Linked DNA regions of Mus musculus: regions 1 and 3 are each linked to region 2. Evidence: chromatin contacts called from public Micro-C and promoter capture Hi-C data. All regions are on one chromosome and are shown on one strand. The core of a region is the stretch at or near the end of the contact, and the rest is flanking DNA. Distances in the headings are between cores, read along the strand shown.

Region 1 (3,283 bases), core at 551-3,050, 68 kb after region 2:
GCAGCATGGTAACTTTCTACTCTCTCTCTTCTTACCTTTATGGAAGATCAGTACCACACTTGCTTTTTTCCAGTCTTCTGGTATCTCTCCAGTTCTTGAATTTTCAAAAATAATTGTAAGTGATTAAATCGTAAGTATTCCCTCTGCTTCTTTGATTGGGTGAGAGGTCATCGCAAATGTGTCATGCTCCAGTTATTAACATAGACTTTGCAGGTGCCTTTATGTTAATTAAATTGCATTTGCATAAAATTTCATTAATTTTAAGGTATTTGTTTTGCTAATTAAAATGCCAATATTCTTACTTACTTTTATTAGGTGGGTTTTTCTTTGTTAAAATTTTAACCTGTTTTTCCCCTTTGTAGTTTTACTACTAATGATGTTCTCTATTATTTTAAACTTTCTAGGAAGACTTATATGAACAATTTATTTCAAATACATACATATATAGATAGATAGATATGTATTTGAAACATTTTTTTAAAAGATTTACTTATTTTATGTATGTGAGTAAACTGTCGCTCTCTTCAAACACACCAGAAGAGGGCATTGGATGCCATTACAGATGGTTGTGAGCCACCATGTGGTTGCTGGGAATTGAACTCAGGACCTTGGAAGAGCAGCCAGTGCTCTTAACCACTGAGCCATCTCTCCAGCCCTAAACAAATTGTTTTGAGGAAGGAACTAATGTAGCTCAGGCTAGCTTTGAACTTGTGAACCTCCTGCCTCCACCTAACAGATGCTGGGATTCTAGGCTTCCCTTTCTTTTGTGGGGAGAACATATTTTTTATTGTATACTATTTTGTACTGTTTAAAAAAAATACTGCATATAGCAAACTGTCTGTCATTGTTTTGAGTTTGTGTTACTACTCGGTCTTCCTTTTAGTCCTCTCTCAGTTCCAGCTACCCAGAAGCTCCTTTCGTTCTTTCCTTGTTTGTTTGTTTTTCGAGACACGGTTTCTCTGTGAAGCCCTGCCTGTCCTGGAACTCAGTCTGTAGACAAGGCTGGCTTCAAACCAGAGATCCACCTGTCTCTGCCTCCTAAATGCTGGGATTAAACTGGAATTAAAGGCTACCCATAAGTTTCTTAATTATTGATTCTGGGAAGAAGACCTTAAGTCACCTTTGGTCACTTTGACCCTTGCTATTAGTCTGTCACTGTCAGCAGGAGTTATTTTAAAAGCTTCTACTGCCTGCTTCAAAAGTCTTACTAGGAAAGTAGCCAAAGCAAGTTATGATTTGCATGTACCTTGGGATTTAAGGGCACCCCTTACAGTGTTCTTTTTAATGGGAGTGGAACATTTTGTTCTCTGTTTCATGTCCCACCTAGAATCATTAATAGGAAATTGATTTAATTTGCCAACATGTTAGCTTTTAGGTGTCTTCTAAGAATATTAAGCTAGTCCTGTATTTTACAAATTAGAAAATACTGATTCAATTTTCTTATTATATCATAAACCATTTTGTATTTGTTTCTCTGTAACTGCTTTTAAACTTTTTAAAAATGTGTTTTAGTGTTTTGAGAGAGTCTTGACTGCCCAGAATTCTTAATCTTCCCTCTACGTGCTAGGATTATGAGTGTTTAGTTAAAACATAAAGTGAATTCCTGTACACACTGACATGTAATGAACTGTAATGAACATCAGCATAGTGAGCCAGAGAGCAGAGGCCCTGACTACCGCACTGCAGTATGGTCACTTCAGTTACTGCTGAAGGACCTGACAAGAGAAGAAAGGAAAGGGGGGAGAGAATGGAAGTACAGAGATTGCAGGCACATGGGTAGCAGCAGCTGACAGCTGGTACAACTGGTGCCACATGCATGCAGCTGGCACTGAGACAGCCCTGGAGGGTGCTAGTGAGTGAATGGCACAGTTCCTGTCTTCTCTGTCTTTCTTCAGAGAAGTCAGACAGTAACGTGTACAGTGTTAGATAGGGCAAGTGCAGAGTACTACCGAATGCATCTATGTGACTCCTACACTGCTCTCTAGAAGGGTGAAATCAGTTTTTCAGAGTCTGCCCTGTTTCCTTTCCTTTCAAAGGAAGATAGACCATACTCTGCTTGGGAACAATGTATATTCTTAGTCTTGTTTAAAAAGAAGTCTCTAGGACCAGCAGGATGGCCACTGATGCAAAACCTGATGATCTGATTTAAATTCCCAGAATCTACATGAAGGAGAACAAAACTGACTCCCGGAGGCTGCTTTCTGACCACACACGTGTAGTGGGGTGTGTGTGTGTGTACATATAAATGCTCAATAAATACAAGTTTTTTTAAAAAATTTACTAACAAAGGACCAGTATGAATAAGTCTAATGCCTCACTGTTCTAATGTTGGCTAGAAAGAAGAACAGGTATATAGTGCAGTTTTTAGTGTCTGTGTGTGCATGTGCACATAAACTTGCTGATTCATATGCATACAGTGCCTGGGGAGGCCAGAAAAGGGCACAGAATCACCAGGAACTGAAGTTTGTGGGGAGCAGCTGGCACTCTGAGCCACTGAGCCATCTCTTCAACTTTTTTTTTTTTAAATAAAAATTCAGCAGGTTTTATCTCTTGCCATTCATGAGATACTCAAGGAGAGACAAGATGACTCAGAGACTGGGAAGATAGAGTCAGTGACTGAGAGTGAAACTAGTGGTAATTTTAGTGCATTCTTAGTCAATTTAAGAACAGTGTTATTACTGTCACCTGTTCATGCTATTGATGAATTTGTAAACATTATTCCATTGGTGGTAGATGAGTTGACTGTAGAGGGCCTTTAAAGCACATCTGCAAACTTTTGGATTGATGTGCAGGGGAAGTCAGGCCAGTTCTGTGATTTTAGGCTGATGAATTCCATTATAAACCTCCTATAAGCATTCCAAAAAGAAAACTGCATCAGTGAGATGTGTGTGGTGAGGTTGTGAAGCTCAGTTGGTTCTGCTGGGAAAGGGAAGTCGTGGAAGGGTATCGGGGGCTGGGAGGACAGTGCATGGGACTCAGCTGGGAAACAACTAAGGGTGGTTTCTGAAGAACTGAGGGAGGGTTCAGACTTGAAGTTTAAATATTGTTTCTCTTCTGTAGCAGAATTTTATTGATTTGTTTAAAAGATTCTGTTAATTAATTGTTGACAGAATTCTAAGAACTCTAAATGAATTTAGAAGAGGAAATTTTTTTAAAGACCACTTTTCCTCCTCTTGTGGCAGATTCTTCAGTTTACTCTTGATTGTGCAGTTGTTCTTTCAAACTGCTGAGTAAGAATCGTGTATTTACCTGATGCTAACTGGGTCCTGATTGTTACATTATT
Region 2 (3,558 bases), core at 507-3,006:
CTCCTGTCTGGATGATTACACTTTGACCTCTGATAAAATTTGTTGCTCACGAGAATTGTACCTGTCTAGTTTTAAAGAACATCACTACAGTCTGTGTTTGTTTATTTAAGGTAGGAGCAAAAAGGGGGCATAAACAGGGGTACTGCATGATTTCTGTAGTAAGTACTTGGGACTACCTCTTGAGGGTGAGTCATGTCTCCATTTTACCAACAGGGAAACTAAAGTCTGAGAACAGAAGGGATCTGGCAAAGCTGAATTTCAGCATTTTCCCACAGCCACCTCATTTTATTAAACTGTGCGGTCTATAGTACCTTCTTTATCTGTGGATATGTGTGTGTGTGTGTGTGTGTGTGTGTGTGTGTGTATTATATATATTCTTATAACTAACTCTAGAAATTATAGGGAATTGAAATTATTTTGTACATTTAAAGAATAACTTTCATATAAATGGTATCTGCAGCTTTGGAGCCTAAATGGAGAATATTTTGAATGTTTCTTGATTTAAAAAATTTTATTTACTATAAATGGTGTGTATGTGTGTGTTGTATAGCAGATGTGTCCAAGGCATAGGCTTGAAGACTACTTTTGGGAATCAGTTCTCTTCTCCCACCAAGGGATCTAGGTCAAGTTGTAGGGCTTTTGTAGCAAGCAGTTTTACCCACTGAACCATCTTGCTGGCCCTTGAAGATTTAAAAAAAAAAAACTTTAAAAATTTTATTTTATGTATATGCTTGCATGCACTTAAGTACCTGATGTGTACAGTGCCCATAGAGGCCAGAAGAGGGTGTTCAGTCCCTGGAAGTGGAGTTACAGTGATTGTGAGACACCATGTGGTGCTGGGGACTGAACCCAGGCTCTCTGCAAGAGCCACCCGTGCGCTTAGGCTCCAAATCATCTCTCCAGCCCCTATGGATGGCTTCTTAAGTGGAATCCTGAAGTTCATCTAAAGTAAGAAAACATAGCCTCAGACTAAAGCGATTCAGAACCCCTGTTGGGCAACAGATTTAATACATTGAGCTGAGTGGTTCTTACATGCTCTTAAAATGACTTTCCTATTCCAGGATATAATTTTCACACTCCACTGGGAAAGAAAATATTTGTTATTCTTTGAGATCAGAGAAAAATGAAAAAATTAATTATTATGACATGCTCTACAGCTTTTGATTAGAACGCAGAGAAATCCAGGGAAGTTTTATTTCCCCACAATATTATGAAGGGAAAGATTGTCTTTTAAAAATGGCTTTTTGGCAGGAATGGTTATAATGTAGTCCAGGGCCTCAGCTAGAATTTCCTGAGGGTAAGCAGGATTAGCTTGTTAAGGAACCTGGAACATGGGCAGGCACTGCAGGCAAGAGAACAGTCTGTCAAAGCCCTTAGGCATGAAGGACTGGCTGGTTCAGGGAGCTGGAAAGTCAGGCTGGGCCACAGGAATGGTGGGAGCTTTTGGACTGCAAGATTATTTTGTTCTGGTTTGCTTGACATATTTATCTTTATTTTGAAACAGTCTCCGTATGTAGCCCAAGCTGGCCTGGAGCTCGTGAGGATCATCCAGACCTAGACTTGAGAGCAGTTGGGCTGGTCTCGATAACAGAGTTCAGGGGGCACCACCTGGAGTGTTCCAGATTATTGTGTTCCTGAAGAAAGAATCCAACAGGCTCGGGGAGATATTAACAGGCAAAGGAGACAGCTTACTGAAGAAGGAGCCGCAGAGGGGTGGTGCCGGATGGAGCTCAGGTCCCTAGTGTGCTGCCAGTGCCTTACCCAGGAGCCAGCAAGCTTCACTGCTGCAGCCCGGGCCCCCACTCTGGATCTCTGGATTCAGAGTTGCTCTCTGTCCTTGCTCCTTTGTGCTTTCTGTGCTCTTGTGTTTGGATTGTTTGTGTGAGACTATTTTTTTATCGTCGGTTATTTTGTAGAATGCTCCATATTCTGATTCGCCTGAGCAGTTCCTCAGCTATTTGTGTAATTGCTTCCAGTTGTTTTAGTGTTTTGTAATTCATAATCCAAATGGAAGCAACATCATTGGCCTGTCTGGCCTTGTGTCTTGTGATTTTAAAAACTGCTTTACAATGCAGGCGGCTCAAGGATGAAGGAGATGGGGGAGGAGGGGAAGGGAGGGCAGGGAAGGGAAGAGGAGAGGAGAGGAGAGGAGAGTGTGTATGTGAATAGCTTTGCATTCTAATCTCATTGGTTGTATTCTAACCTAATGAATGTTTTTGTATCATGTCTTTATTGTTTTGGAGAGAAGATAAATATAGTTCCATAAAAGGGCTATTAAGTGCTTAAGAATGCCTCTCTTAGCAATGCTTTTATTAGTTGCCCTATTAGTAAGGAACTCTTTGATCATGCCCGGTATTTTCCCCCTAAATTATCTATCTGTGTTTGCAAAAATAAAAGCAGACTGTCTTCAGAATATCAGCAATCACTTCTGAACATGAATTCCCATCGCTTAGAAATTTGGAGGTTATAGGTGTCTGGGGCTTCAAGCAGGACAATTGTACAGTCACATGGAGTCTGCTTGTTTTGATTTTTTTTTTTCATACAGGTGGGAAGTGGAAAATATCAATTATTCTACAAGTATTACATATGTATTACAATCCCTCTCCTAGATTTTACTTAGGGTGGCCAATTAATTTCCAGGAGCATTTATTTCCTGGATGTCAGCTCTATGCTTCCTGTAACAGCCTGAGTTCCACCCAGGCTAGTGAGGGGACAGAAGGGACAACAGTGTCTCACCAGGATATGCTTTTTGAGCACCTAATGTATACCAGACACTGCACTAGAGCATACAATAAGCCAAGATAGACTTCTCACCCTCCTAGGAATGCCCCAAAGGCTGTACATGCCCCAATCAAGGAACACACAGGAGGCTGGGCACTCAAGGGTGAGAATCCAGACCAGATGGCTAAGGCACTTTGATGAGTGGCTGCAAAACAGAAAAGGAGACATGACATCTGGGGATTGCACGGAAAGTGTGGTCCCTCCCTCTTGTCCTCATCATGGGGAGAGATTCTTACACTCAATGCTGGTCTGTAGTGAAGGGACATGGAGAGGGATAGACATTGCAGTGGCTGTGTGCACTGAGGATGTGTGTAAAGTTCTGTGTTCAGGTTGGTTTGAATAGATGGCAAACTACTTTCATTTAAAAGCTGGTAATTTCCCTGCAAGAAGAGATTTCTTCTGTGGCAGATGATGGGCAGAAAGAATGGTCAGTTCTGTAAATGTTACTCAATTTTTAGTACACAGATGACTCTAAAAACATTTGTCTTAACCTTTTATTTATTGAGCGTTTTGTTTTTTCTTTTAGTCCAAGGACAAAATGATGAGAGGCTCTCGAAGAGGATGCGTTAGACTCAGAGTGAGTATTTTTTCATTTTATGAAAACCAATTTCAACAAAAAAGAAATATTTTGATGGAGCCACGGAGTCTATATTTTTAACTTAATTTCCTTACTTAGTTATTGGGCCAGATAACCAAGTCTCAGGGAGGGGACTTGGGTTTCTCCAAGGAACTTCTCAGAAGCATCAGGACCAGGACTAGAACTCCGTTATTTTGGCC
Region 3 (3,531 bases), core at 239-2,738, 130 kb after region 2:
GCTCCAACTAACCAGACACCACAAATTCAAAATATCACACAAGAGGCCCAATAGCATCTATGCTTCTCTTGGGAACTTCACGAGCCAGGCATGTCATCTGCATCTCAGAGATGTCCCTCCAAGGACCCAGAACAGAGCACCAAGCTTTGAACACGTAAGTGGCTTCTCTAGCCCAAAGTTCAAAAGTCCTTCCAGAATCCTCCTGGAAACAGGGTCCAGTCTGTCACAGCAACATCCCACTCCTGGCACCAGCTTCTTAGGTAGGGTTATCACTGCTGTGATAAACACTGTGACCAAAAGCAGCTTGGGAAGGAAAGGGTTTATTCTCTCACACTTCCACATCACAGTCCATCATCAAAGGAAGCCAGGACAGGAACTCAAACGGAGCAGGAACCTGGATGCAGAGGCCATGGGCAAGTGCTGCATACTGGCTTGCTTCTTAGGGTCTGCTCAGCCTGCTTTCTTAGAGCATGAAGGACCAACAGCCCACGAGTGGCACCACTGACATCGACTGGCAATCAGGAAAATGCACCACAGGCTTCCCACAGGCCAGTCTGGTGGGCATTTTCACACTTGAGGTTCCCTCTTCTACAAAAGAATTCTAGCTTGTGGCAAGTTGACATACGTAAAACTAGCCCGCACAGTCAATCATTTTCCTTTCTCTTTCTCTTTCTCTTTCTCTTTCTCTCTCTCTCTCTCTCTCTCTCTCTCTCTCTCTTCTCCCCTCTCCTCTCCCCTCTCCCCTCCCTCTCCCTCTCCCTTTCTCTGGAGGGAAAAAACAAACAAACAAAAACCAAACACTCACTTTGCTGCAGATTTCTGTATCAAAGGTGAGATCAGATGAAATCGTATATATGCTGAAAGAAAAAGACCATGGATAAAATATAAAAGGTCAGAGGCCTCAAATATCTTAACACCTATTATTTTCTTTTAATGGGGCTTTTAAGTTCAAAATAAACTACTAGTCCCTAAAGCCTCGTTACATGTCTATTCTCTTTTATCCCTACGTTATTTTTATTCTTAAAGCTTTTAAAGGGTGTTTCTCACCATTCCAATTAAGTATCATAGAAGCACACTTTAACCTACAGGAATATCAGACACATACAAAAAGGTCTATGAATAACCATATTTATCATTAACTTGAGACAGGCAAAAATATTTATAGAAGTTTACACGTTAGGAACATTTATCAATCAAGCAGCTCGGTGTCCATGGGAAGGTGCCATGAAGCCTTTTCCTAGAGACGCTGAATGAACGGCAATAACCGTTTTTAAATCTTATGATTCAGTCAAGAAAAACTGTGAGGAGACAGCCCCAAATCCCAAAGCCTGGGAGACTGAGGCACAGGCTTGCCATGTGTAGACTGGCCTGGGTCACACATTACGTGACGTTCTAGAGAAAGGGGAGGAGAGAAGGTGAAAGGGAGACTGTCTAGGTCCAGAGTATGATTCCAAGAACAACACGGTTTGGCCATGACTTAAAGTCAAAGGAATTTAGAGGGTGTGTTTACCCCACAGGAGACACGCTAAAAGCAAAAGGCAGAGATAAGCAGTAGGGAAGATTTCCCTTTACAGTTCTAGATTAGGCTTCCTATCATATCTAGGAATGATTCTCCTCATATCTTATTCCATTTTTAAAAATAATGTAGTGTCTTTAATCCCAGCACTTGGGAGGCAGAGGCAGGTGGATTTATGAGTTCAAGGCCAGCCTGGTCTACAGAACAGCCAGGGCTACACAGAGAAACCCTGTCTCGAAAAAAAAGAAAAAATGTCTAAATAATACTATTAATCCTAAGTTTATGAAATAACTGGTACTAATTTATCTGAAAGGAAAAATCTTTAAAAATAGCTTCTTTCTAGAATTGGATTTTTTAGTTATGTATGTGTGTGTGTGTGTGTGTGTTCAGGTCAGAGGACAATTCTTCTGTGAAGGTCAGAGGACAATTCCTAGAAGTTGGTTCTCACCTCCTACCATGCCGGCCCAAAGCCAGGCATCAGGCTTGGTATCAAGTGCCTTTAGCTGCTGGGCCAGCTCACCAGCCCAGAGCTGACTGTCTACTTCTGGAAGGCAGAGTGTCTGTATACACTCCCATAAGCACAGGTGCACACTGTTAGCCTATAACTGTAAAGGGGGCTTCAAAGGGAGAGGAGTAGGCAACAGGAACAGAGGCTGCCTCAGAAGAGGAAGCTTTCTCTACTTTATCTCACCTTTGGGGATTTTGAATTTGTTGTCTTTCTTATACCACAAGCAGCCTTGTGCGGTATTGACAATTTTAGCAGGGTATTCAGTTTCAGGGCAATCAAAAGCCTTCAACGTAAAGTCCGTGGCTAACAATAAGAACAAAAGAGTGATCATATTTTCAAATGCAATGTACACATGGCCTTAAATTAGATGGAAACTAAAGCTATCTCATTCCCAACAGCAGATTCTTATCTCTGTACACTCAGCCTCCCTTTCCCAAGTAACCGTTAATTAGGAGAGGGTGGCCTTTGGGTCTGGACACTTGTATAACGCAATGAATGAATAGGTTCTTCAAGAAGAATAATCTTTTGCCAAGTTTAAGTTCTGCTTTTGCCAAATAGTTCTGCTCAAATACCACCTTTTGTTATTTCAAATTACTGGCAAACTGTTTAATTAGCATGTAGATAAAAGATAGTTAATTTATGGGCTGGAAAGATGGCTCAGCGGTTAAGAGCACTGGCTGCTCTTCTGAGGACCTGGGTTCAATTCCTAGTAACCGCATGGCAGCTCACAACCATCTGTAACTCAAGATCCAGTGGTTCCAACTCCCTCACACATACATGTAGGCAAAACAGCAAACGCACATAATTTTTTTTAAATTATAGATTAATGATCTCTTAAAAAAGATAGTAAATTTAAAGAAAGGGGAGAATAAAAGATGGGGCTGGAGAGATGGTTGTGAGTTACCATGTGGGAGCCGGGAGCTAAACCCTGTCTTCTGAAAGAACAAGCTGTTACTCTTAACCATTTCTGTAGCCTCATCAATACTTTTGAATAAATATATTACATGCATCTTTCACATGTACAGACACACACAGTGATTCCTATTTACTCTCACGTGTACAGACACACACATGTACAGACACACACATGTACAGATACACACATGTACACACACACGTGTACAGACACACACGTGTACAGACACACACGTGTACAGACACACACATGTACAGACACACACATGTACAGACACACATGGTGATTCCTATTTTACTGACCTATGTACTTATTTTCAGCTGGAAGATGAAGGTCTGGATTTAAGTCAAAATTACTCTTCCATAGTTCAGTCCAAGAGTTTTCAATATCTGTGGAGGGGAAAAACAGACATAGTCAACAAATACAACATTCAGAATTCTCTTAACAAACCAGCCATCAACTGCCTTCACTACTCAATGTCTCCTCAGCCATAGCTATGCAACCTAGAAACTCACTAGTCAAAGCAGAACCAGGCAGGGCAGCCATCATCTGAGACAGGGTTTGCAATGCAGAGCCAATCTTTCCCCCTGT

Evidence for each region. Hi-C and Micro-C count contacts between places; a contact is called where the count stands out from the background. Capture Hi-C pulls out chosen DNA fragments and counts their contacts.
Region 1: a promoter capture Hi-C map of adipose tissue shows a contact between it and region 2. The contact joins two enhancer-like sites. A contact is called at or near these places in 2 of 39 promoter capture datasets (the 3T3-L1 cell line and macrophages), 1 of 15 datasets of contacts at CTCF or cohesin (large pre-B cells), 12 of 484 Hi-C or Micro-C datasets (8-cell embryo, the AML12 cell line, B cells and 9 more), 4 of 115 datasets of contacts at active chromatin or transcription factors (CD8 T cells, embryonic stem cells and extraembryonic endoderm stem cells) and 4 of 9 other capture datasets (adipose tissue, embryonic stem cells, liver and 1 more).
Region 3: a Micro-C map of granulosa cells shows a contact between it and region 2, with 1.8 times the contacts expected there. The contact joins two enhancer-like sites. A contact is called at or near these places in 7 of 15 datasets of contacts at CTCF or cohesin (CD8 T cells, the NIH/3T3 cell line, embryonic stem cells and 3 more), 100 of 484 Hi-C or Micro-C datasets (the 3T3-L1 cell line, the AML12 cell line, B cells and 61 more), 13 of 115 datasets of contacts at active chromatin or transcription factors (CD8 T cells, the HPC-7 cell line, the NIH/3T3 cell line and 6 more) and 4 of 9 other capture datasets (adipose tissue, embryonic stem cells, liver and 1 more).

Annotation. Positions count from the first base shown.
Region 1 is chr4:109,104,713-109,107,995 of GRCm38.p6, reverse strand. All of the region lies in intron 4 of Osbpl9 (oxysterol binding protein-like 9), which reads left to right. Among named protein-coding and RNA genes, the nearest start is that of Gm52703, 27 kb to the left of the region's middle. Within about 2 kb of position 1,800, at least 64 of the 459 cell types and tissues checked have an H3K27ac peak or open chromatin away from gene starts, as enhancers often do. A contact at or near this core is called in adipose tissue, where this site is marked.
Region 2 is chr4:109,172,074-109,175,631 of GRCm38.p6, reverse strand. It overlaps Osbpl9 (oxysterol binding protein-like 9), which reads left to right. Exons shown (of 24, transcript NM_001368727.1): 2 at 3,308-3,358. Among named protein-coding and RNA genes, the nearest start is that of Gm46867, 28 kb to the left of the region's middle. Within about 2 kb of position 1,756, at least 60 of the 459 cell types and tissues checked have an H3K27ac peak or open chromatin away from gene starts, as enhancers often do. A contact at or near this core is called in adipose tissue and granulosa cells, where this site is marked.
Region 3 is chr4:109,046,393-109,049,923 of GRCm38.p6, reverse strand. It overlaps Nrd1 (nardilysin, N-arginine dibasic convertase, NRD convertase 1), which reads right to left. Exons shown (of 31, transcript NM_146150.3): 17 at 3,243-3,329; 18 at 2,208-2,327; 19 at 806-857. Among named protein-coding and RNA genes, the nearest start is that of Mir761, 31 kb to the right of the region's middle. Within about 2 kb of position 1,488, at least 24 of the 459 cell types and tissues checked have an H3K27ac peak or open chromatin away from gene starts, as enhancers often do. A contact at or near this core is called in adipose tissue and granulosa cells, where this site is marked.